7 separate regions of the Mus musculus genome follow, and all the other regions are linked to region 6. A link is a contact called in public HiChIP or PLAC-seq and promoter capture Hi-C data. All regions are on one chromosome and are shown on one strand. The core of a region is the stretch at or near the end of the contact, and the rest is flanking DNA. Distances in the headings are between cores, read along the strand shown. Region 1 overlaps Mtss1 (MTSS I-BAR domain containing 1). Region 2 has its middle 41 kb from the start of Gm36819. Region 3 has its middle 19 kb from the start of Gm19510. Region 4 holds the start of Rnf139 (ring finger protein 139). Region 5 has its middle 4.7 kb from the start of Gm19510. Region 6 holds the start of Washc5 (WASH complex subunit 5). Region 7 has its middle 22 kb from the start of Gm36819.

What was found. Promoter capture Hi-C pulls out the DNA fragments that hold promoters and counts their contacts. HiChIP or PLAC-seq counts read pairs in DNA pulled down with a chosen protein or histone mark.
Region 1: a contact with region 6 is called in an H3K4me3 HiChIP or PLAC-seq map of bone marrow-derived macrophages, with 2.4 times the contacts expected there. The contact joins the enhancer-like site here to the promoter of Washc5 in region 6. A contact is called at or near these places in 3 of 39 promoter capture datasets (the C10 cell line, the HPC-7 cell line and hippocampal neurons), 1 of 15 datasets of contacts at CTCF or cohesin (the NIH/3T3 cell line), 5 of 115 datasets of contacts at active chromatin or transcription factors (bone marrow-derived macrophages, embryonic stem cells, extraembryonic endoderm stem cells and 2 more) and 1 of 9 other capture datasets (liver).
Region 2: a promoter capture Hi-C map of neutrophils shows a contact between it and region 6. The contact joins the enhancer-like site here to the promoter of Washc5 in region 6. A contact is called at or near these places in 13 of 39 promoter capture datasets (the 3T3-L1 cell line, the C10 cell line, cranial neural crest and 8 more), 11 of 15 datasets of contacts at CTCF or cohesin (CD8 T cells, the G1E-ER4 cell line, the NIH/3T3 cell line and 5 more), 78 of 484 Hi-C or Micro-C datasets (CD4 T cells, CD8 T cells, the G1E-ER4 cell line and 46 more), 39 of 115 datasets of contacts at active chromatin or transcription factors (the 230-238 cell line, CD8 T cells, DN3 thymocytes and 22 more) and 3 of 9 other capture datasets (adipose tissue, liver and pancreatic islet).
Region 3: a promoter capture Hi-C map of liver shows a contact between it and region 6, with 4 times the contacts expected there. The contact joins the enhancer-like site here to the promoter of Washc5 in region 6. A contact is called at or near these places in 4 of 39 promoter capture datasets (the 3T3-L1 cell line, liver and stem cell-derived epiblast-like cells), 2 of 15 datasets of contacts at CTCF or cohesin (the NIH/3T3 cell line and large pre-B cells), 3 of 484 Hi-C or Micro-C datasets (bone marrow-derived macrophages, embryonic fibroblasts and myocytes), 17 of 115 datasets of contacts at active chromatin or transcription factors (the 230-238 cell line, the SCID.adh cell line, T-cell acute lymphoblastic leukemia and 13 more) and 2 of 9 other capture datasets (adipose tissue and macrophages).
Region 4: a contact with region 6 is called in an H3K27ac HiChIP or PLAC-seq map of embryonic stem cells, with 5 times the contacts expected there. The contact joins the promoter of Rnf139 here to the promoter of Washc5 in region 6. A contact is called at or near these places in 18 of 39 promoter capture datasets (the 3T3-L1 cell line, 3T3-L1-derived adipocytes, the C10 cell line and 12 more), 2 of 484 Hi-C or Micro-C datasets (LSK cells and bone marrow-derived macrophages), 22 of 115 datasets of contacts at active chromatin or transcription factors (the 230-238 cell line, the SCID.adh cell line, T-cell acute lymphoblastic leukemia and 11 more) and 2 of 9 other capture datasets (embryonic stem cells and liver).
Region 5: an H3K4me3 HiChIP or PLAC-seq map of bone marrow-derived macrophages shows a contact between it and region 6, with 10 times the contacts expected there. The contact joins the enhancer-like site here to the promoter of Washc5 in region 6. A contact is called at or near these places in 3 of 39 promoter capture datasets (the 3T3-L1 cell line, the C10 cell line and embryonic stem cells), 2 of 15 datasets of contacts at CTCF or cohesin (CD8 T cells and the NIH/3T3 cell line), 2 of 484 Hi-C or Micro-C datasets (bone marrow-derived macrophages and embryonic fibroblasts), 22 of 115 datasets of contacts at active chromatin or transcription factors (the 230-238 cell line, CD8 T cells, the NIH/3T3 cell line and 17 more) and 2 of 9 other capture datasets (adipose tissue and liver).
Region 7: a contact with region 6 is called in an H3K4me3 HiChIP or PLAC-seq map of bone marrow-derived macrophages, with 7 times the contacts expected there. The contact joins the enhancer-like site here to the promoter of Washc5 in region 6. A contact is called at or near these places in 8 of 39 promoter capture datasets (the C10 cell line, cranial neural crest, frontonasal cranial neural crest and 4 more), 3 of 15 datasets of contacts at CTCF or cohesin (CD8 T cells, the NIH/3T3 cell line and large pre-B cells), 19 of 484 Hi-C or Micro-C datasets (CD8 T cells, CD8 central memory T cells, the HL-1 cell line and 14 more), 34 of 115 datasets of contacts at active chromatin or transcription factors (the 230-238 cell line, the NIH/3T3 cell line, T-cell acute lymphoblastic leukemia and 22 more) and 3 of 9 other capture datasets (adipose tissue, liver and pancreatic islet).

Annotation. Positions count from the first base shown.
Region 1 is chr15:59,002,850-59,005,958 of GRCm38.p6, reverse strand. All of the region lies in intron 3 of Mtss1 (MTSS I-BAR domain containing 1), which reads left to right. Among named protein-coding and RNA genes, the nearest start is that of Gm41330, 9.9 kb to the right of the region's middle. Within about 2 kb of position 1,683, at least 182 of the 459 cell types and tissues checked have an H3K27ac peak or open chromatin away from gene starts, as enhancers often do. A contact at or near this core is called in the HPC-7 cell line, the NIH/3T3 cell line, bone marrow-derived macrophages and 2 more, where this site is marked.
Region 2 is chr15:59,863,033-59,866,216 of GRCm38.p6, reverse strand. No RefSeq gene overlaps it. Among named protein-coding and RNA genes, the nearest start is that of Gm36819, 41 kb to the right of the region's middle. Within about 2 kb of position 1,351, at least 47 of the 459 cell types and tissues checked have an H3K27ac peak or open chromatin away from gene starts, as enhancers often do. A contact at or near this core is called in acute myeloid leukemia, bone marrow-derived dendritic cells, bone marrow-derived macrophages and 4 more, where this site is marked.
Region 3 is chr15:59,774,146-59,777,494 of GRCm38.p6, reverse strand. No RefSeq gene overlaps it. Among named protein-coding and RNA genes, the nearest start is that of Gm19510, 19 kb to the left of the region's middle. Within about 2 kb of position 1,699, at least 18 of the 459 cell types and tissues checked have an H3K27ac peak or open chromatin away from gene starts, as enhancers often do. A contact at or near this core is called in adipose tissue, liver and microglia, where this site is marked.
Region 4 is chr15:58,887,821-58,890,961 of GRCm38.p6, reverse strand. Rnf139 (ring finger protein 139) reads right to left here and starts at 1,733. Exons shown (of 2, transcript NM_175226.4): 1 at 1,468-1,733. The coding sequence starts at 1,648. It also overlaps a transcript of Tatdn1 not described here.
Region 5 is chr15:59,797,954-59,801,380 of GRCm38.p6, reverse strand. No RefSeq gene overlaps it. Among named protein-coding and RNA genes, the nearest start is that of Gm19510, 4.7 kb to the right of the region's middle. Within about 2 kb of position 1,705, at least 49 of the 459 cell types and tissues checked have an H3K27ac peak or open chromatin away from gene starts, as enhancers often do. A contact at or near this core is called in CD8 T cells, bone marrow-derived macrophages, microglia and 1 more, where this site is marked.
Region 6 is chr15:59,372,395-59,375,719 of GRCm38.p6, reverse strand. It overlaps Washc5 (WASH complex subunit 5), which reads left to right and starts at 1,533. Exons shown (of 29, transcript NM_153548.3): 1 at 1,533-1,679. It overlaps Nsmce2 (NSE2/MMS21 homolog, SMC5-SMC6 complex SUMO ligase), which reads right to left and starts at 1,522. Exons shown (of 7, transcript NM_026746.3): 1 at 1,365-1,522.
Region 7 is chr15:59,843,282-59,846,804 of GRCm38.p6, reverse strand. No RefSeq gene overlaps it. Among named protein-coding and RNA genes, the nearest start is that of Gm36819, 22 kb to the right of the region's middle. Within about 2 kb of position 1,289, at least 69 of the 459 cell types and tissues checked have an H3K27ac peak or open chromatin away from gene starts, as enhancers often do. A contact at or near this core is called in the HL-1 cell line, the NIH/3T3 cell line, adipose tissue and 8 more, where this site is marked.

The DNA of each region.
Region 1 (3,109 bases), core at 434-2,933, 370 kb after region 6:
AATTGATGCTGGAGGGCATTTGACAGCCTGTGTTCCTAGAACACTTCCCAGGAGCCTGTTGACACACACTGTTACACACCCTTATTCAAGCAGGTGTTCCCGAAACCTGCCTGCTTGCGTACCCTTTAAACCTAGCGCCTTCTTAGTTACGCTCTGTGCGAGCATGTGTGTGTGTGTGCACCTCCCCTGCACCCCCTGCGTGTTTGTGTTTAAAACGTATAGTAAATACTTGAGCGTTTACCCTTTTCTTCAATTCAAATTAACCTTCCCAGTTAATTAAAATATTTTACCTCATGGGGACTGACTACTGTGCATTTTCTAAAATGACATTTCCCGTTTGTTTACACTGCAATGCTAGACTGGTAATGACTAGTGATAAAGAGAAGATGCCTGCCTTCCCTGCTTGCAGTTCCTGGTGGCCTCTGGGTCCTGCCCCCCTCCGGTGGCATGGCCGTTGACAGGAATGGGCGGTCCTCAGAGGACCCTTAGGTTATTAACTGGGCTGCATGGAAGAGCTCCATTGGCTTCACGCTTGGATGGTGGTAATGAGCTCTGTGGCCCTTGCCTGTTCTCTTAGAGCTCCGGGGAACAGAGGGGCCGGGAGCTATGAGGGAAGCAGGTGTCTGCTGATCCCGTCCCAGCCCCTTCCCAACACCCCATCTCTTGGCCATTGGGCCTGAGGGTGTGGCTCTCCACCGTGGAGGGAGATTGGGAAACAGATGCCTCTTCCATGCCTCTTCCTGTTTCAGATGTGACTTTTCTCTTTCCAAGCATATTTTTTTTTTTGATGGTTGGGGATTCCTTTGAAGCTCCACTCAGCATTATTAATTCAGTGGTAGGGTGTGGACGGCACTTGGGTGGCTCTGCTAAGCAGTTGCCTTCCTTGGTAGAAGAAAGGGCTCCTCCAGGTCCAAGGAGCAAGGCCACAACCTTTTGTCATCAACAAATCGAAATGTTCTTGGTTCTCCCTTGTATGGGTAGTGACTACCAAACATGTTTTATTAGATTTCTGCCAGGGGCTCCCCTCTCCAGCTTAAAGGACCCCATCAGTGAAGTCATGTTGTTCTGGTCTGACAAAACGTGGGGGCTACAGGACCTTATAAAGAGGGCCCTACCTATACCATTTCACTGTGTGGTTATGGGGCGCTCTACTAGTCCCCTATTCGCAGCCGGAATGTGTCTGCCTTAACTGCTGGGCTCTGGCTGCCTCTCTCATTTACCTCTGGTGAGTGCACCTACAGGAACGTGTGTTCTCAGGGTGGGTTCTCAGCCTCAGCCTCCATCATTCTTGTGTTCCCATGGCAGCTCTCACGCCTGGGTTTATAGTCTGCACGGAACCCAAGAACGGCAAGTGTGTCTTCATGCCACTTGTGGGCAAGGCAGGCCGCTAGAGACCCCCACAGAAGCATGCTGTCCTGACTGAGACTCCAGTGTGCCTTCAATCTTGTCCCTTCTAGGGTGTGGAGGGAGGTGACTGGCTGGCCACCTGTTTCCCCTTGGCAGCTGGGCCAAGGCCAAGGCTTTGCGAGCGATCCACGCCCTGCCCGCCTGCATTTCTGCAAGGGTTCACTGTTCAGATGACAGATGTCAAGCCCACCAACAGCTGCCCTCCCGGTCCCCGGTCCCCGGGGCTGGGCTTCCTTCCTCCTTCTTCTCAGGGTTCATCTCACCCCCACCCTGTTCAGCTTTCTCACTGACTCCTAGCTCCACAGGGGAAGTGACTCTGCAGGTTCTCTAAGGCCACTCACTGCTGAACTGTCCCTTGATCCCACCCATCTCCCTTTAAATTAGCACATGAGTTCACTGACAGCACTGCCTTGGCCCGACCTCTGTTTCGAAGGGGAGGACACCTCTTTGGAAGAGAATCAAATACAGCCGGCCTCAGCCCAGTGCTGCTTCTCCTCCCTAGGCAGAGGCCAGATTTCCTGGTGTTCTGACTCCCAGGATGGTTGAGACGCGAATCACTGACATGGGAGGTGAGGAGGAGGGCAGGTTGAGAATTAAGTCTGCCGTTTCCATGGATGCAGAGGAAGTCCCTGCTTAGTTCCTGTTGCACTCTTACATTCTAAATCAAACGGCCAGCCCTGAAAGGCAAAGGTGGTGTCACCCAGAGAGTCAGTGCTGTTGGCATCTGCTCAGGGCAAGTGCTGACCTTTCATTCCTTTGCAAAGATTTAAGGCTGTTGTGCAAGGTTATGGTGAGGAAAATAAACCTGTTCTCCAGCCCTGACCAAGCAGCAGGCCCTCAGGTGTCTCCTCAAGCTTGTAAAGGAACTTTAAGATGGTGTCTGTGGAGGCAAGAGAGTCAGGAGTTCAAGGCCACCCTCCCTTACATAGCACCTTTGAGGTCAGCCCCACCGAGGCTCTGCCTGGTTGGCTGCTTCTGTTTCCTCCGTGGAATCATGAGGCCACAATGCCCACAGCTAGGGGACAGCCAGGCTTGCAGGCAAAGAAAGCCTCATTTGTTACAGTTGCCAGAAAGCTCCCGTTGTGTTCTCTGTGCTTTGAAAACTTCTGTGGATAAATTCCCTCCACTAATGACTGCCATTATATTTTCCTAGTGTATAGACAATCAAAACATGGCCACGAAAGCTTGCTCAGCTGTTCAGAGTGCGAGCTGTCCTTTCAGAGGACCTGGGTTCACTTCCCCTCCCAGGTCCTCACATTGGTAGCTCGGAACCATCGACAACTGTAGTTTCATAGAATCTGATACCCTCTTCGGACCTCCTCAGAGTCTGTGTGCATGTGGTGTGCACATTTTTACCCAGGTGCATGCATGCACACTGCATACATACTCATGGGCTTTTGACAGGAGCCTGAGTTGGGTGGTAAGCTGCTTTTTTTTTTAATTGCCTTTGCATCTTGAAATGCTAGCTAAGTCTTAGAGACCATCTCTGGACTTAACTCGGATGCTTGGTGTCTGTCTCAGGCCCAAGAGGGACTCCTGAGAACGATAATCTCTTGTTTTGCTTAGCAACCCCGTTAGCAAGATGTTAGCAGCCTAATGAAATTATAAGCCAGGGCACCATAAAATAAGGTGATTCCATGGAGTAGCAGAAGAGTTGTATCAGAGACAGTAACAATGGAGGACCCTCTGCTGGCTCTCACAG
Region 2 (3,184 bases), core at 102-2,601, 490 kb before region 6:
CAAGAGTGACATATCAAAAATCTAAGTACTTAAAAGATGCAGTCGCTCGATGTGTGCTTTCTCCACCACACCAGAGATCACTAGTGTGAACACCATAGGCCATCTGGGCCAGAATGGCTGAGAGGACCTTAAAACACCTCCCTCACAGCTGTGGTTATGATTGGTACAACACCGTGTGAAGAAAGAAAGCGTCTTGTGGCCATCGCACTAGCACAAGCTCTGACACGTTAAGAGCAATGGCACCTTCAACAAGTCACATAGGCTCTCTGGACCTCAGTTTCCTCATCTGAAAACTTGGCCTCCCTGTTTTAGTGCACACCCATATGATGAGGTGATTAAGGTTGTGGGGCGTCAACAAAGGCACCTAGAAAGTGCAAACGTCTCCATCCTTAGATGATTTGTTCCCCCCCCCCCAAAAAAATCACACAGAAAGGTGAAGGGCATCTGTCAGCGTCACTGAAGGAAAAGTTCTGAATTCTGAAAAATTTAGATCAGTAGTTCTCAACCTATGGGTGGCAAGCCCTGTGGGGACCGAACATCCCTTTCACAGGGGTCGCACACCAGATATCCTGCACATTACAAGTCATAACAGTAGAAAATTACAGCTACAAAGTAGCGACACAAATAATGTTGTGGTTGGGATCAGCACAACATGAGGAGCTGAATTGACGGTCACAGCACTAGGAAGGGTGAGAACCACTGCTCTAGATGGACAGAAGGCAGTCAAATGAGTCTCCTGAGTTTCTATGCTGGGTTTTTACATCACTGTTGCTCCTCAGAAACCATCACCAAGAGCTGCTGTTAGAACTGTCAACTGCTGGGAGTCTGACATCAAGGATGCTCGGGTGACTGAGGAGATGAATAACTTGATCTTGCTCAAGCAGCTAAGCTCCGGGAAGGGAACTATGGTTGCTTATAATGGCCACCAGGGGGAGACAAATAGGGCTACGCGGGGGGAAAAAAGAGTTCTTAACTGCGGTGGTCCGCACTATCCACACGTTTTCTCTCAAGTTATTTCCTTTCTTATAAATGTCTGCCTCTAGCCCTTTACCAATTGTCAGATTCTCAGATGCCTTCTCAGTGTAAGCAGCGCAACCCCCAAGGATGAGAGAGCTAAGAGCACAAACACTGCACTGCTGACCTGAGATTAGCTTTGGCTGGTACCGGCTAACTACCTCCCCTGATTTCCACCCTGTTTGCCAGCACGCCCCTCCAGTCTATGACTTCCAGTTAGACTTCCAAGCGTACAATCTCCCTCTACTGCTTGCACAATGGCAGAAGCTTCTAGACGCTCCCCAAGCCTGTTTCCTCTTTTCCCCAAGCACGCGAGACCACATCTCTGGATCTCCCTTGCAGTTAGTTCAGTAGGATGCTGACCGATGGGTGCTGTCACAGCCTCTGACCTATTGCCACACTCTCTCTTCCCCTTCCACGATGACTTCAACAGCTCCTTAGTTAACGACGTTCACAAAATGGAAGGGTCCTCAAGTCGCTGTTTGTTGAGAAGACACGCTCCCCATAACAACACGATTCGCATCAAAGCTTAAGTAACTGTTCAGCCACCGAGAATGAAGGGATGTTAGCAACGGAATGTAGAGTTTACCACTTAGTCTCACCAGCCATAGCCCCTGGCTTACCCAATTCTCATCATGTGACAAGCACTGCTACTAACACAGCTATTACTGGTACAGTCGCTGTTCAATGGTATTTTAGTAATAGTGTTACCTGGTAAAGACCCAAGGACCACTCACCCGGCATGACCAAAATTTGAATTGGGAGTCTGTATTGAGCAGGCTGGGGACGGCCTGAAGAGAAACGCTTCCCAAAAGGCAGCCCTGAAAGCGCATTGCAGGGAGCTTTCAAAATTAAAGAACACAGAAAAACTATATCCTGGTTTGCCAGCAGGGAAGCAAGTTTAACAAGCAGTTTACCAAGAGTCAAGAGCATGCCGTTAGCTAGGGCATTTCAACCCCGAGTTTCTAAAACAAGGTTGGGTGCTTTCCCACGGGACTTCTAATAGCAGGGGGTGAGGGAGCCAAAGATGGCTTCAGCTGGGACAAGATGGAGAAGCTTTCTCACCTTCACAATAGAACGACATTATAAAGGCATCAATAATTAGTTCTTGACCCTGTGAAGCACCTACCTTGTTAATCCATTGGGATCCATGGATTTTCCAGGGTCATTTCTGTGAATACTCAAGTCTTTTTATTTTTATTAATTATTCTATTTGTCTGCATTTCAAATGATATCCCACTTCCCAGCTACCCCTCCACAAATGCCCCTCCCACATCCACCCTCTCCTGCCTCTCCTTTGCCTCTATGAGGGTGCTCCTCACCTACTCTTGCCCGACCACTCCAGCATTCCCCTATGCTGGAACATCAAACTTCCACAGGCCCAAGGGCCTCCCCGCCCATTGATGTCAGACAAGGCCATCCTCTGTTACATATGTATCTGGAGTCATGGATCCCTCCCTGTACACTCCTTGGCTGGTGGTCTAGTCCCTGGGATTACTGGGTGGTCCAGCCAGCCAACACTCTTCTTCCTATGGGGTTGCAATCCCTCTCCACCCCTCCAGTCCTTCCACCAGCAAACTCACTGGGACAGCTCAGTGGTTGGCTCAGTCTGATGGTTGGTTCCAAGCATCCACTTCTGCATTGGCCAGTTCTTGGCTGAACCTCCCAGGGAACAGCCACACCAGGCTCCTGTCAAACAAGTGCCTCTTGGCACCAGCAACAGTGTCTTGAGCTTGGTGTCTGCAGACAGGATGGATCCCCTCATGGGGTAGTCCCCAGATGGCCCTTTCTTCAGTGTCTGTTCCATTTTTGGCTTTTTGGTTTTTTGGGTTTTTTTGGTTTTTTGGTTTGGTTTGGGTTGGGTTGGGGTTTTTTTGTTTGTTTGTTTGGTTTGTTTTGTTTGTTTTGTTTTTTTGTTTTGTTTTGGTTTTTTTTGGCCCTGTCTTTCCTTTGGACAGGAACATTTCTGGGTTAAAAACTTTGAGATGGGTGGGTGGCCCCGTCCCTTGACTGGGTGTCATGCCTATCCACTGGAGATGTCCTCTACAGGTTCCATCTCCCCTTCACTGAACGAATTTTGGCTAAATGCTAAGTCTTTATATAATGATAATACATTTGCATATGACCTGTGCACATTCTCCTGTGACCCTTAAGTCACTTCTGGATTGTT
Region 3 (3,349 bases), core at 450-2,949, 400 kb before region 6:
GCACTGCCAGCGCATTACGAGAACAATCTCTGGGAAATGGAGAATGGGGTTCTTTGCCAAGCAGACTGAATCTCTGGAGCTTGACATCCAGTGGCCCCTGATACTCAGCCAGCCCCTCATTCCTTGGGACCTCCCTCATCAGTGCAGCACCAGACAAGCTGGGTGTTGATTCTTATTCGCCATATATGCAGAGTTCCTATAGTGCAGAAGTTACAGAAAGGGCTTAAGGAGCCGCCTCTGCCCTCCAGGCCTTTGTCTGGAGCCCACGGATAATTACAATACAATACCTTAGATGCTGCAATGTTACAGCTCATCCCCAGAACCCAGAAAGAGGAGCCCTAGCCCTGTCTGAACAACCAGGAAGAGACACGGGTCTGGCCTGGAGGAGTGACCCTGATCAGATAACACTGATGAAATGTCTTCTAGGTCCTGAGTGAAGACCAAGACTGGGCAGGGACAAAGTGAAGGTGTGAAGGTTTCAGTGGGTTCTTCCAATTGCCCCTGCCCCTGCCCCTTCCCCTAAGGGAGAGTCTCCCCTGAGGAGATAGATCATTTACTACTTAGTTTAGCATCCTGTCTTTGTGAGCCGACCCAGATACATTTCCAGAGGCCTTGGGAATCTCCAAGAACCCCAACAGTACATGCCAGCTTAACTCCAAGAAGGGGAACCAATGTCCCCTGGCTCACACCCTGAGCAGTCAGTCACACCTGTGAAAGAAAATGAAAGACACGCCACCTAGGTTCTAAAGTGATCACGTGTGAAATTCCAAATAAAACCAAGGATAGAATTAGGAATGAAGATAGCCCTTGCCTCCTCAAAGGTGCCGGTGGCAAATTCACAGACCCATCTCTATGCCAACAGCTGTTCCCACAGAAACGCTGCCAGCCCCCGAGGCTCCCACTTCCTGTGACTTCTTCACAGGGCCTTTCATGATCCTGGGGTCAAGAGTGAGCTCAAATAAGCCTTCATGAAGATAACTTGGACTTTTTCAAAGAGCTGTCTCACTTTGCCATTGAAGAAGGGTCTCCTGGTTGGGCTGAGGAGGCTGCCTCACCTACAGGGCTCACCTACAGACCAGGAGGCTGTCACATGGCACTGTCCTAGAAGTCATGAGAGGAGGAGGAGGAGGAGGAAAAGATGGACAGGGGACAGGCAAATGGGAGAGGGAAGAAAAATTGGAGGACAGTAGAGAAAAATGGAAGGAGAAAAGGAAGAAGGAAGGAAGGGAAGGGGAAAGTAGAAAACTTATATTTCTTTGAGTAGACACAAAATACCATGAGACATTTTGTTGACCCTATTTTAAAAAAAAAAAAAACTGGGACTATGAGAAATAAAGGAAATCACTGAAGGTCAAAACCCTAGTAAACAGAGATTTGATCCAAACTCCAAGGACTCTGAATCTTGTGCTTTTTCTAGACAGCCCAGATAAAAATAACTTCCCTGTATTGAGCATGTGCCCCATGCCAAGTCCCGAAAAGGCACTTTACAAATGCAGTTTCTCCAAGCACAGCAGGCCCTGCTCAGCTGCCTCTGCAGTGCAGGAGGAATAGACAGGGCCACCCCAGGGACTTGGCACCCTGATGGCAAAAGTTTTAAAATGATGGAATAGACACATCTAGTAATCATGGTGACTAGCACGTACGTGCTGCTCTGGTAGAGACCTACTTCCCAGTAGCTAGCTACATCTCTGAACAAACACTGTGGGTGAGGCTTGGCCCAAGCTCCCCTACCTTCTGCTGTCTGCCCATCAAGGGGTCACCAACCTACCCAGGGCCTTGCAGAAGGTGACCACACAAATATGGTATGGGATTCAAATGCAAGCCATGAATCTAGAGATTCCTTTTCTTTATGAAGCTAAAACTCTGCCAACCAAAAGATTGTCCTATGCCTGGAGACCCTACACCTGGAGACCCTACCTACCTCACTTTTCTGAGGTTAGGAATACCATTACTTTGGATGTCTCAATGCTTTTAACAGATTTTGGAGCCAATGAACAGAACCAAGCCCATGGCAGGCATGACCATTGTGTGGGTTGTTTGGTGGATTTGACTGTGTCTGTCATTTTGAAATCAGCAGTTCGATGATTTTTAACCACATTCATTTGTTGTTCAGCCCTCAACCCCATTCCTCTCCAGAACTTTGTCACTCCAAACTGAAGCTCTGTAGCCATTAAACAATAACTCTATGGCCTTCTCCTTACCCACATCAACCACTGCTTTGTTTGCATAGCCTGGATTACCCTAAATTTCCTACAAGATGAATTAGCAGCACTTACCCTTTGAGAGCTGCCTTGTTTTACTTAGCACAATGCCCTCATGGCTCATCCACGTTGTACTTGTATCTAAATTTTCTTCCTTTTAAAGGCTGAGTTCTGTTCCAGTACATAGATCTACCAACTCTTGTTCATCTGTTCATCCTTTGATGGTGCTTGATATAATTTTTAAAATTTATTTTGGCCTTACACGTGTCTGTGTTTTCCCTACATGTTCGTATGTGCACTATATGTATGCTTGGTGCACACAGAGATCACAAAGGGATGTCAGATCCCATGGAACTGGAGGTATGGATAGTGGTGAACAACTATGTAGGTACTGGGACCCCAACCTAGGCTGCTGCAAGAGCAACAAGGTTCTTAGCTACTGAGCCATCTCCATAGCCTCATACTTGGTTTAATATTAAAGATCACTGTAATCCAAAAGCCTAGGAATTCTTTATCCAGCCTATGTGCATGTGTAAGGGATGCTGTGTTCACTACTCTCTTTATTCTGAAGCACCTTATGGCAGAGACAATAACCCTGTATCTGTTATTATTATTATTATTATTATTATTATTATTATTATTATTATTATCATTTTGAGACAAGGTCCCTCTATGTATTTCTTCCCATCCTGGAACTTGATATGTAAACCAGACTGACCTCAAACTCACAAAGATCTACCTGCCATTGCCTTCCACATGGTGGGATTTAAAGGCATATACCACCAAGCTCAGCCCTTAACCCCTATCTTCATCTAACTTGCTGAAGGAACATCTCATTGGATACCATAAGAAACATTCAGTCACTAACTTTAGAAACACAAGAATACCCCCAACTGTGGGATTCAGAGTAACCCATGAACCCCCAGGGCAATGGGCTAGCCAGGAACTCAGCAAGAGTAAGTGCCTTGCCTAGCATAGGACCTGGTGGGCAGACAGAGAATGCTAGCCTCTCCCCAAGGAAGCATTGGGTCATCGGCCTGGCCTTTCACACCACCAAACTGTGGGGTTAGGCAAGGGCTAGCAGTGTGAGGGGTCAAACCACAGCAACTTCTCCTCCTTCAGAAGTGACCCAGTGGGGAAAATGTCAG
Region 4 (3,141 bases), core at 484-2,983, 480 kb after region 6:
GTACTCCAACAGGAAATGCATTAAATCCTCAGGTCCCCCCAAAGTTGCCAGAATCTGCGGTTATTATGCCATGAAGACATTCAAGGCAGTGGCTGTATGTACTATCTCTGAGATGACTATGCAGACTCCTCTCGAACACAGAGAATGGTGGAAGTGGCTTTAATAAAGAAGAGCAGAACGACTAACTTGTATCCCCAGTAGATGACACTAAGCCCTGTGCTTGAAGAGTATCACCACCACTTTTTCTTTCTTGTTAACTTTAAGGTGAGCACTGCGGGGTCACAGCGCTGGGTACTGCATCTCCGCACACTGAGGAAGAACAAAAGGGAACCATCCCTGAACACCAGAAGCCTTTCTAACGCTCTGGCAAACACCAGCTGTGCACCAGAAACCAAACACCTAACTTCTCCAACCTCATTTCCTCACCTGTAAAGTCTAAATAACACGATCCACCTTTGAGGAGTGACCGACGGATTAGGTAAAACCTGTGAGAATGCTTTCTAGCAGACAAATGTAGAAGAGTTACTGCCAAGAACAAAACTGCTTCTTTATTGACGCTCCTTTTCTGGGAGAATAAGGCAGCAGAGGCGCTCGCACTTCTCAAGGTCTTGGTCAGGACCTCACTACCAGGTACCCGCACCCCCAACCTTTCAATAGCAAGAACCCACCTAAAAACTCATCGTAATGATCTCATCAACAAAACCTGCCAAGCTGTAATTATCTGGAAAAGATCTCTTTATGTGTTTCTCACTTCTGGTATGTAGCACAGAGAGAAATAGAAAGTGAAATATAAAATACTTTTAGCACTCAATCCATATGAAATGAAGACTGATCTTTCTAGTCTCCCACAGATGTCTCATCACCCTGGGATGGTAAGCTTTCATAGTCACATCCAACACCTTATTATTTACTCATAGAAAGAGTTTAGGGGTTCGTTGTAAGTATAACCTTCCTCGCGGTGACTTTTGGAAATGGTTTCAAGGACTGACATTCATGGCTTGAGTGGCCATTTACCTCAAGTACTTCACGATCCGGTGGACTCCAAGACACAGAAGTGACAACGTATTCTGCACTGTGAAATGGGTAGACAGGGGGCTCAAGCTCTGGCTCAAGTCCAAGGTCACACACGGCGAGACCCGGAGAGCTGTTTTTCCAGGGCTGTCGCATAGGACGCTGGAAGCCAGCAGTCATTCCCCAAGAGAAACAGCAGACAGACAGCCGCATGCTCACACAGCCGTGCTTTCTCCTCGCCCATCCAGGTGCCAACCGAGCAGGGCACAGACCCGCCAGCACCACTCAGCTGTCAACGCTGGCACGAGTACCACGGGTCCCCGCACCCCCGCCAAAAGGCCCTCTGGGGAACCAGACCGTGGTTCCCCAAGCCGCGTGCCACCAGTGCCCTGCCGTTCCCGTCGGCCTGGGAGAGGGCACGCCTCGGCCAGCGGGCTAGCCCTACGCCGTCCTTACCAAGGAGCCGGAGAAAGATCTGAAGCCCGATGCAGAACCGGCTTTGGCTGGAATCGTAGTAGGAGTTGAAGATGGCGTCGATGATGTAGAGGCAGGGCACCCGGAGCGCCACTTCGAGCGCCGCCCAGACCTGCTGCTGGGCCATCCGCACCTGCTGCTGCGGGGGCCCCACCGCCGCCATGAGCCGCTGCCACACCGGGGCTGGGCGGGCCGGGCCAGGCAGGGCGGCGCGGGGGAGGCCCGGGGCCGCGGCCGGGGCGGGCGCCGACGAAAGTGGCTCCGCCCCCGGCCGCCTCCTGTCCTGTGTCCCGGCCCGGCCCGCCCCGCCGCCCGCTCGCGTCCCTCGGTGGAGCAGGGGGCGGCGGCAGCGGCTGCCGGGAGGCCTCGGGGCGTCGGTGTTTCCGGCCGGCTAGGGTCTGGCTCCTCCTCCCTCCAGCGCCTCCCCCGCCAGCGGAGCCACCATCTTGACCCCGCCTGCCTCGGCCGTTGCTGCCGTTGCGAGGCCCCCGAGGCGGCGCCCGCGGTCACTCGAGAACGCGGAGCCGGCGCCGCGGCCCTGCGTCACAATCCGGCGCGCCGCGCAGCGTCAGCACGCGGGGCCCGGCGAGCCTCGAGCGTTGCCATGGTCCCCGCCCGCTTCGGCTCGCCTAGCCTCGCCTCGCCTCGCCGCGGGGTGGCGCTCGCGTCGCCGGCCCGCCGCGTCCCAGCGCCCGAGCGCCTGTGAGTGGCTGCCCCTCGGTGTTGGCGTGCCCCGAGCGTGGGATGCTGGGCTACTGCGCACCGACAGTGTTAAATGTCTAGTAGAGCCCAGTGAGTGTCCCTTGAACTCGCCTCGTCCTGCTTGGGAGATGAAAAGCTGGAGGACGCCGCCCTGCCTACCTGCCTCTCCCCACCCAGAGGCCAGGCCTGAGGAATGGCAGGGGAAATAACCTGCGAGGCTGCACAGGGCGATCCCAGCCAGACTTGGCACTGGCCTTGAGTTGTTAGGTGTTGCCAAGAAAAACACACTCGCATCTGTTTACACATCTCCCTCCCTGTCCCCGTGGACGGTCATGCACATTTTATTAATGGCTTCGGAGCCTGACTTACGAGCAAGAACCCAGAACTCTCTGAGGTCTTTGATTTATCCTTGTCCTGGATAAATCCTTAATCAGAGTTGAGCGCATTCTTTCGCCGCTCTTTCTTGCCTATCAGTGGAATTGGTATGACCTGGCTGTTGTTTCTCTGTTCCTTCTCCAGCAAAGGAAGAGAGTAAGGTCAGAGGCTGAACTGTAGACTTAGCTGTTTTGGTTTAAGGAACACAAAATCGCAAACCAGGAAGCCTGGTTGACTTGGGCTCCTAGCTCAAAGCGCACAAGCCAGTTTACAGCAGGACTCTAGAAGTTGGACCTCCCTTCCCACTCCACCCCACACCCGCACAGGGAGGAGGTCTGTAAATAAAATTATCAGACTTTAACAGAACCCTTTTGGGGGAAGGTGTTTGGAGCAGGAAGATGGCACCTCCACCCAGTTTTGTGGTTTGGGCTTTGTTTGCTCACTTTCCCCTCTTCCATCTGTATACGAGGCACTGTAGGCCCCGGTTTTCTTTTACCAAAGCCTCTATATCAGCTATTACGATAGGCATTTGCTCTACCTGTTTTATCAAGGTTGAGACTGGTTTAGATAAAACGAATT
Region 5 (3,427 bases), core at 456-2,955, 430 kb before region 6:
TACACATTACCAAGTCCAGCCACAGCACAAGGTACAACTTTGGCTATATCTGGAACACAGCCACTGTGCTTTCAGAAAATACTTCCCAGAAGATGTCACCTCAATGATGCTGGTCTCTTCTTAATCACCGCTAATTTCTTAGCTCCAGCTAACCAGCATCAATAGTCCCAGTAATGCAAAGTTTTTGCTTTAGTAGTTCTGGTATCTTGTTAATCACAGCTGATTCTTCAGCCCCAGCTAACCAGAACTACAGAATCTTCACAATCAAAACAGGAATGGCCCTGAAAAGAGTCTTTAATTTTCCCTCTGAAATTTCACACACCAGAGCTCCAACTTCTGCAGTGTTCTCAACATTATCTTCCAAGCTCCTACACAACATCCGACAGAGGTCTTAACAATGGATGGATCTTCAAGCCCAAAGTTCCAAAGTCCTTCCACAGTCCTCCCCAAAACATGGTCAGGTTGTCACAGGAATACCCCACTCCACTGGTACCAATTTGTCTTAGTAGTCAGGGTTTCTATTCCTGCACAAACATCATGACCAAGAAACAAGTTGGGGAGGAAAGGGTTTATTCGGCTTACACTTCCATACTGCTGTTCATCACCAAGGAAGCCAGGACTGGAACTCAAGCAGGTCAGGAAGCAGGAGCTGATGCAGAGGCCATGGAGGGATGTTCTTTACTGGCTTGCCTCACCTGGCTTGCTCAGCCTGCTTTCTTATAGAACCAAGACTACCAGCCCTGAGATGGTCCCACCCACAAGGGGCCTTTCCCCCTTGATCACTAATTGAGAAAATGCCTTACAGTTGGATCTCATGGAGGCATTTCCTCAACTGAAGCTCCTTTCTCTGTGATAACTCCAGCTGTGTCAAGTTGACACAAAACTAGCCAGTACACCTACCTAGTCTTCACAGCACCCCTACAAGGCAAGAGCTGTGATCATTGCTACTTTTGCAACAGAGAGTGTTGACATCCCAGAAAACTGAGTGACCTGCCTATGGTTCCCCCTACTAGCCTAGGATATCACTGGCCCAGCACACTGACTGATAAATTGTATTCTTTCTGAGGTTCCCGAACCCAGCCTACGTGTGTGGTGGCCTGTCTGATGCAGCTCCAGGCCTGGTCTTCGACATCATAGTAAGTGCCTCTGAGCATTTTCACATGTACACACCTCCTCTTGGGTACTCTTTCCTCCAGTGTCTGATTGCAGTGCCCGAGAAAACCCTGTGTTTCTCTGCATCGTGTGTGTGTGTGTGTGTGTGTGTGTGTGTGTGTGTGTGTGTGTATGTGTGTGTGTGTGTGTGAGAGAGAGAGAGAGAGAGAGACAGAGAGACAGAGAGACAGAGAGACAGAGAGAGAGAGAGAGAGAGAGACAGAGAGAGAGAGAGAGAGACAGAGACAGAGACAGATTCAGAGACAGAGAGAGAGGTATGGGATACATGTTACAGGGGTGGGCATATACACCACAGTGTGTGAGTGTGCATGCTTGTGTAGGCATACACAGAAGCCAGACAAGGACATGAAGTACTTTTCTATATTGTTCTCTGCTTTAGTCCCTGTGGTTGCAGGCACACATACCCATTCCTGGATTTTTATAAGGATTTGTGGGATTTGAACTCAGGACCTCACACTTGTTATGCACAGGTCGGCCCCAAGGCTGAGCCTTTGAAGCAAGCCTCTATGACATCATCCTGGACCATGGACTCTCACCTCTCTTGCTGTCTCATGTGAATGTTTCATTACTGAGTGACTCATAGGTACTTAGCTCACAGTGTACTTGTCTCTCCATGGGATTAGAAGCTCCCTAAGGGCAAGGCTTACCCATCTAGCCTATGACAGCCCTGTAGGCCCATGCCCAGTGTCACCTACACCCAGTCCCTCTCTAGCCAGAAATCCCTTCCTGTTTGGCTAGACTGACCCCATGGAGATGGGAGTGCCATGACCGGGGGGCACAGTGAATGAGATGACCCCTTCCAATAGCTTGCTAGAGCTGAAGAAGCAGATGTTGTACCAGGATGACTCAGGCAACCAAGATCTATGTTCTTGTAATTCTGGAGGCTGAAGTCCAAGAGCAGAGTGTAAGCAGGCTTGCTTTGACTCTCCTGGGCTGCCTCATGGCTGGCTCCTTCCTGTGTTCTTCTATAGGAAGTCTGGATTCAAGTTCCCTCTTTTGATGAAGAGCCCAGTTCTTGGATTAATATACCTCCCCAAGAGTCTCAGTAAGCATTACGACCCCAATGATATCAGTAAACATTACATAGTTCTTTAAGGGGCCTGTTCCCCAGTACAGGGACATTCTGAAGCCACAAGGATTCTTACTTCAATATATAATTTGAAATTCGTTAATTCAGCCTACAGTACATCTCAGCTTCCCTCTTTACTTCTGTTCCCATTGTCACCCACACACGAAATTAGACTCATTAAAGAGCAGGTTGGGAATATCCAAAATGCCAAGTCCAAGTGTCCAATGGCTGGTCCCAGGGTCCCCAGAAAGAGCCTGCAGCAAATACTGTCTGCTTTGATAATATTCTATGTGTCCACACTCATCACTGTCACCCAAGGCTGACCAGGAGAATGCTGAAAGGCACAGGATACAAGTGTTTTAAGGAAGCCATGTCCTTCACTGGCCAAGGAGGCCAGGCCAGTTCTCAGGCTTCACCAGAAGGCAGGCCTCTGGAGTTGCTTAGCAACTTCCATGCCAGATGTTCCTAGCCACCCACAGAGCTTCTGAAAGCTTCTCTTCATGCAGCCTTGGCACTTCCAGGAAAGGGAGGAAAATACCAAACAACTGATTGTCTTCTTCTAGTCACAAATTTGATAAAGGAAGAAACTATCCCTCTACTACCAGGACCCAGGGACTGGTCCCCACCCCAACCCCACAGCTTCTCTCCCTCTGCACAGTACAATTGAAATCCACCTCAAGACTATCCACTATGAGAACATGAAGTCCTTCCACAGCTCACCACATCTGCAAAATCAAGGTCACCCTCCATCCACATCGAGGTGATCAAAACCCTCTGCCTATGTCCCAGATTTAGGTCCCTGTGGCAAACCAGATGATTTAGGTTCAAATCCTATCTGTGAAATGTTCTAGCCATGTGACTTTGGAGAGTTTAACTAGCTTCCACATAAGTTAGGGTTTGGGTGAAAAATGCCCCGCCACCCCCCCACCCCCCACGAACATGTGTTTAAACAATTGGTTCTTAATTGGTAGCTCTGTTAGAAGAAGGTATGGAACTTTGGGGAGGTGGAGACCAGCTGGAGGAAATATGCCTCTGTTTATAGTCTGGCTCCACTTCCTGTCCTATATCTGTTCGCTGGTACCCAGAGATGTGAGTAAACACCATGGGAATTCTCCCCCCACCGTGACTTCCCCACCGTAAGGAATCCTCCAACTCTTATGTTACGTCTTATGAGGTAATTGCTCA
Region 6 (3,325 bases), core at 284-2,783:
ACATTATTAGTCCCTTATAACGGGTGCTCCAAGGGCTCTCTTGCTTTTCTACCACCCAAGAAAACAGCAAGTGCATGCCATTTACAAGCCAGAAAGCATGCCTTCACCAGACACTGAATCTGATGGTAAGTTGGCCTCGGGAATTCTCAGCCTCTACGACATCAGTTTCTGATGCTTTTGAAACTACATAGATATAGTATTTCATTTATTGACATCTGAACATTCTAACACTATTCCTTGGGGATTGGTTTAACCTAGGGTTTGGAGGTTTAACACCTCCCCCAGGGAACTTCTAACATCACGTGGGGGCATTTTTGACTGTGGCACTGGAGGGGGGTTGGGGGGTGTCACAGACCAGCATCTATGGAATTGATAGAATTCTAGCAAGTACAGTACAGTCTCTCACCACAAGGAATCATCTGAAGACAAAGCGTAATCATCACATTAGTTAAGAAACACTGATTTACACCAACCCCTTCTTGGATCCTCTTTCCAATAACACCGATCTTTTTGTTACCAGTACCTATAGCCTCCAAGACAATCTACAACAAAGTTAAGCACTTCCTGAAGTCTCACCAAGTTATTGGGCTCAGCACACTATTTTGCTTCCCTTATATTCATGAAAGAGTTGCTGTCAAGTTAAGCCAGTTTTAAATAGGAAAACACGTTTCTGCACAGCATTACAGTAGGCATAGAGCAAACCAAAAGTTCGACCGCCTTTAAATCCAAGGTGATCTCATACGACAAGAGTTGAAGTGTCTCCGTTTTCAGCATGCATACACCCTTCTCTCTGAAACCTTCCCTCGCCCACGGCTCCTCCTCTTCCACACGCCTTCTCAGTTCCTAACACACATCTCTACTATATAACTTAATACGGCTAATTGCCGACTTCTACCATTCCTTCATGCTGGGATCTCCTTAAACTGGAACATGCATTAGAAGATATAAAACGTCGCCTCACAAAAATGAAATGAGCAGGACTAAATCCGTTAAGTTACCAAAGTAATAATAAAAACTACTACCATTTCCGGGTCACCACCAACATGCCCGTGCCCAAGAAGGTTGCCTCCCGCCCCGCTTCCCCCCTCTTTTTTCACACCGAGGCTACCACATCCCTTCACCTGCAGAAGTGAAATGGCACCTGTGGCCTTGAGTCCATCTGAGCTACCTGTTCATGCCTCAGTTTCAAAAGTCAGTTCTAAACAGTTTGTTTTGTTTTGATCACATAACCTGTGATCATATGTGAGCATAACCCGCCTCCGTCTAGTTGCTGCGGGTGAAGAGGCTCAGGCCCAGGTCCCCAGAGCACAGAGGGAGGCGACAACGCCGGCTAGACCCCTATCACGGTTCCTCCTGGATCTTACCTGGCTGTCCCACCTAGCTCGGTGATATCTAGCCGAACGTCGCACGCCCAGACCCCGACTCCTTTCCTCAGCCCACTTCTGTGGCTGAAACGACCCGCGCGCGCTCTGCGTCATCACTTGGCGCCCGCGAGCGATCACATGATGCCCGGGCCCGGGCCGCCGCCCCTTGGTCACGTGACGGGCTAGGGACTCCAGGACAGAAACCCGGGTCCCGGCAGCTGACGCTCTGCGGCCCGGGACTCTAGGGGGATCCCTGGGGTGGGAGACGGGGACCGGGGCGCCCAGTCCACGCGGCCAGCGTCGGACGGCTGACAGGTGAGTCGGAGGCGGGCCTGCGGGTTCGAGGTCCATTCCTTCCCCCGTGGGCCACGTCCGGTACTGTCCCCGGAGCCAACGGGAAAACCTAGGGCTTGCAGGGTTGGGGTTGCACGCCTGATGTTCACCCACGCCTTCATGGAAATCGCTCTTGCATGCTTCTTTGAAGCTTTTGGGGTGATGCTCAGCTACTTGGCCCATAGCTGAGCTTGCAAGTTTCTCGGAGCGGTGCCTTGCTAATGTGGCTGATCTTGCACTTACTCTCCAGAAAATCAAGTAGTCACTGGAGTGATGATGGGCGAGAGCGCGCGGGGGGGTGGGGGGGGGGGTGGGGGGGGGAATAAAAGTCCTGTCGCTCACTGTGAGTTTGTGCAAGTCGTTCCTCTATACCCTAGTCTCCCTCACCTGAGACATGGTGCTGTAGTCCTTGTATTGGGGGCAGGTAGTTCTACTGGGTCCTGATTCTTCTATGATAGGAAATTTAAAAGTTGGACTCATAAAAAAAGAAAAGAAAAGTTGGACTCTTGATTTCTATATAGATGAGGGATAGTGAAGGAGTTTTATTATCTCTAACCACAGCCAGGGACTCTTTCCTTAGGTCTGCTGTTCTCACTTGTGGGTTTCATGACCCCTTTAGCAAACCTGTTTCCATAAACGTTTACATTATGATTCTTAACAGTAGCAAAATTATAGTTACTAAGTATCAATGAAAATGATTTTATGGTTGGGGTCACCACAACATGTATTAAAAGGTCAGGAAGGAAAGTTGTCTTAGATGTTAAGAATTAATGAATCAGGACTTGAGAGATGGGCCCAGTGGCTAAGACTGTTTGTTTTTCCTGAGGCCCCGGGTTCAATTCTAAGTACCCATGTGGTGACTCTCAACTATCTATAACTCCAGATCCAGGGGATCCAACACCCTCAGACATCCATGCAGGCAAAACACCAATGGACACAAAATAAATATAATTTTAAAAATTCATGAGTCACATTGGGGTGATCCAGCTTATTCCAGAACTTTTCTGGGACAGCCTCTGTTATGGATTTGAGACTGCTTTCTTTAGGGATCTGAGGTTTTGTGAAAAGAAGAAAAAATCCATCTGCTTTTGTCCTCTACACTTTAATTTTCTAAAGATATTTTGTTCTGTACTTACTGGGTAACAGATGCCATTCTTGAAAACACGTTCCTTTGACAAGGGGTTCTTCCTATTTAAAAAAAAAAAAAAAAAAAAAAAGTTACATGCCAAGATCCTAAAACTAAAGCTGCCATACTTTGTAACCTATAAAGTAATATTAAGAAGGGAATTAAGATCTGTGGTTCTGTTCCGTGCCATTAACAATTCAGTTCAACCCAGAGTTAGAGTACTGGTGTTTGCAAGTGCTCTTTGTATGTGTTGGCTAACTTATGTCTCCTGCTCTCAGTAGTGTATAGACATCATGATAACTGGAGCTCAGGGTTCTGCACTACTGTATCTTCAGATCCTAAAACAGTGCTTGGTCTGCAGCTAAGGCCACACTATTAAATTATTTATCAGTTGAGTGTTAGAAGGCTAATATGAAAGTAGAGGTTGTCATTTTTCAAAACGTTTTATTATTTGTGAATCATCACAAATCACATCATGCATCCCAGTCCCACTTATCTCCTC
Region 7 (3,523 bases), core at 40-2,539, 470 kb before region 6:
TGCCACTCAGGAATCAGACATCATGAGTCTCGGTTGCCGCCCCACCTCATGCAGCTGAGCAAACTTGAGCAAGCATGTCTCCTTGGAACCCCTATATCCTTAGATCTCTCAGCAGCAATGGTTCCTTGGTAGGTTGTCTGAGCCGTATATGAAGGTAGCAAGCGAGACAACAATGAGATGGAGTCATTCTGAGCCCTGATTCTGGAACTAGCCAGTTGGTCCCCCATTCCTATGACACATTAGTTATAGGTCATAAGTGATACACCTTGCATCTCTGTGCTTCAATCTCCCATCAGGTAGGGATGATGGTACCAATCTTCTAAGGCCAGCAAGATGGTTAGAGTGAGCCAATACTCATAAATTACTTTGAGCAGCAGCTTGCAGAACAGTACAATAGAAACAGGTGTCAAATTAAGATCTAAATGATGAAACGGAGCATGCCAGTACACAGGAGCAATCCCAGCAGTGAGGGGAGCAAGAGCATCATGAGTTTGAAGCCATACTAAGCTATATAACAAGACCCTGTCATTTATTATAAATATATGTATGTATATGTATACATACATACATACATACATACATACATACATACATACATATTGGCTCCTGAATCAACAAACAAAGGCTAATGTTCTTAAGGAAGGGCTCTCAGATATGTCCTCTGGCTTACACATACACACACACACACACACACACACACACACACACACTCATACACACATACACACAAAATAAATAGGAAATGAAGCAAGAGACCAAAGTTCATAATATACATATAGAAGAGTGTTGTGGTAACATTGATTATTTGATTTAATTGTGTTATACAATATGTGCTAATTTTTAAAAGGGAAACATTAACAGGAAGTTGTACCTGTGGGAGAAAAGGTTTTTTTCTCTCCTCCTCACAGGACAGGAATTACAACTGATTCAGAATTTTGTTTAAGAAGGAAACCCAGACTCTGAAGGCATCATAATTTGCAGAGGTGGTTTGGCAAGAGAAAAAGGTTGGATTTTCTGCTCAACTCTAAGTCTTTGCCCAGTTTCCTCCCATGTCTGGGCAGGTGGACCGAGAGAGTAGGACCCTGAGGGCTCCTCCATTTGGCCATCAGAGTGCCATCTGTTGGTGATGACCTGCTCTAACACCGTGTGCCTCAGTGAGGGACAAGCTCATGTCAACCTCTGGCCCAGAGCAGGTATTGAGTAAGCCCTTCCTGTCTCCATGTGCCTCCCCTTGGAAGATTCGGATTATTCCGGACCTAGAAGCAGGCTTCCTCAGGCCATGGCCACATGCCTAGATGACTCACACCTAATTCCTGTAACACTGATCTTCAGGGCTCCAGCTTGGGCCAGCTGATCTCTGAATCCTTTCATTCCTCCTGACAAATATTATTAAGAATAACACGGAACACCAGGGATGTCTCAGGCACTCGGCTGCTAGGCACCAGGAACACAGCCATGAACTAATATGGGAAGGAGATTAACAACTAGAACATAACAAGTCCTGTTAGGTGGGATCACCGGGGAGACATTCCAGCCCAGTGCAGGGCAGGGACATGAGGAAGGAACAATTGCACAACATCTGCTATGTGGTAAGCACAGACCCATTCATTCCCTTTTTGCTAACATACTCAACCATTCTGTAAGGTAGGTGACGAATCCTCAACTTACCGTCATGGTCAACGAAGAGCAGACAGACTCAGAAACTAGCCTAAAGTCACACAGCCAGGACATAGTTCAATCAGTGCACACAGTGGGATTCCAGAACTCATGCTGTCTGCCATCATTCAGCCTCCACAGTGGGCTACAGTGTCACTTGCCTGGTACCCCAACACTTTTCTCTTTAACATTCTAATTCTTTCAAGTCTAGAAAAGAGTGAGTTACCACCTAGACTACCAATGCCGTATTCATATCGAGAACCAGGAATGAATCTCATTCTCCAGGGAACGGTTGTTTCAAGGTCATTGATATCTGTAGAATGATCCTTATGGGTGATAGTTTGAATGTGCAGGTATAACTTACAATATGACTAGATTCATTTAAGTCCAGTTCAATGAACTGAGGCCAAACATGATCCGATCTTGCACCAGACGCTACATCCCATCTCTATCCTGACTCTGGACTTAAGTAAGCTCTCAAGATCCAGTTTCAGAGACAAGAAGTAATCTCGTCTCAATGCAGAGTGCTGACCCATATACAATCACAGTGCATCATTTGGGGGAAACCTCCCAAGAAGGGGCAGAAATATCATAAGAGCCAGAGAACCAGGACACTCAGTGTTAGATAGTATCATCTAGACATGACAGGAAAGCTACACCCATGAAATCTCAATATGGTTGTCTAATCAAGACTTGCATAATAACAACTCCAGTTGATGTGCCAAGGTAGATGGGAAAATTTCACAAAGTTCCATGCCTAGACAAAGAGCTACAGATGATCATTGGGGGACTTCAAGAACCAGCTTTCTCCAAGAACAGTGACCCCTGATAGGTTGTCTAATCCCAAGTGGTCAGCCTGTGCATACAAAACAACACTAAACAGACTCTGGAAGCTGTGCCTGTGTTATGTATACATACATTCTTTCTGTCCCCTCTTCTGGAGTGTGCCATGTACCTTGGGGATATCCCATCTATAGCTGACTATTAATTACTGTTATTATTTTTTTATTGTTGCTTATTCTCAGCACTTGAATAGCAATCCATGCCTGTAGTAACCACTACCAACTACTGTAAGAAGTTTCTCTGACAAAGGTTGGAGGATGGAGAGGGGTTCTGTGAAGTGCTGTCTTCTGGTCATGGCAAGTGTGCTTCATACACAAACTCAACAGTAGCTTACATGGGTTCAGAAATCAGTTAAATATCCCAGTATGGTTGGGGGAGGGTCTCCCAAGGCCCCAGCCCTGACTGATGAGCTGTTGGAAGTTGATGACTGCTGGAAGGAGGAAGTGTACCTTTGCCTTGAGAGAGGGTCACTGGGAAGGTACCACGCTCCCAGTGGATGGCCCCATCTCCATGCACCAATGGGCACTATTGGACTCACTGGGTTAAAAATATTAATAAAAAATTTTAAAAGAGGATATAATATTTGGAAGGAGATAGGTTAGAGGGTTCTGGGGGTATTGGATGGGGAGGAAGAAGCAGATATGAATAAGATGGTATTCATGTATGGAATGTTTAAACCATAAATATAAATTTTAAGAAAAAACATCATGGGGTGTAAAAGATGTGGGGTCATTGTGAAATTTTATAGAGGTGATGCTTAGCTGAGCATACTCCCCAGTGTTTACACACACACACAGCCTCCTTTGTAAAGACATCCAGGTCATGTGACTGGTTCTGATGGATCATGAGTGGTAATAACATAGAAATTCAAAGCCCATATGTCTCTTCCATCTCCTTCCCCCCCACCCCCTGCCCCCCACAGTGGCACCAATTGCTAAGTGTTCCACATGATGTAACTAACAATTAACAAGAATTCACAGTCTTCCCTGTGCTTGAGTCGAGTGAGACCCACAGCTACTTGTGG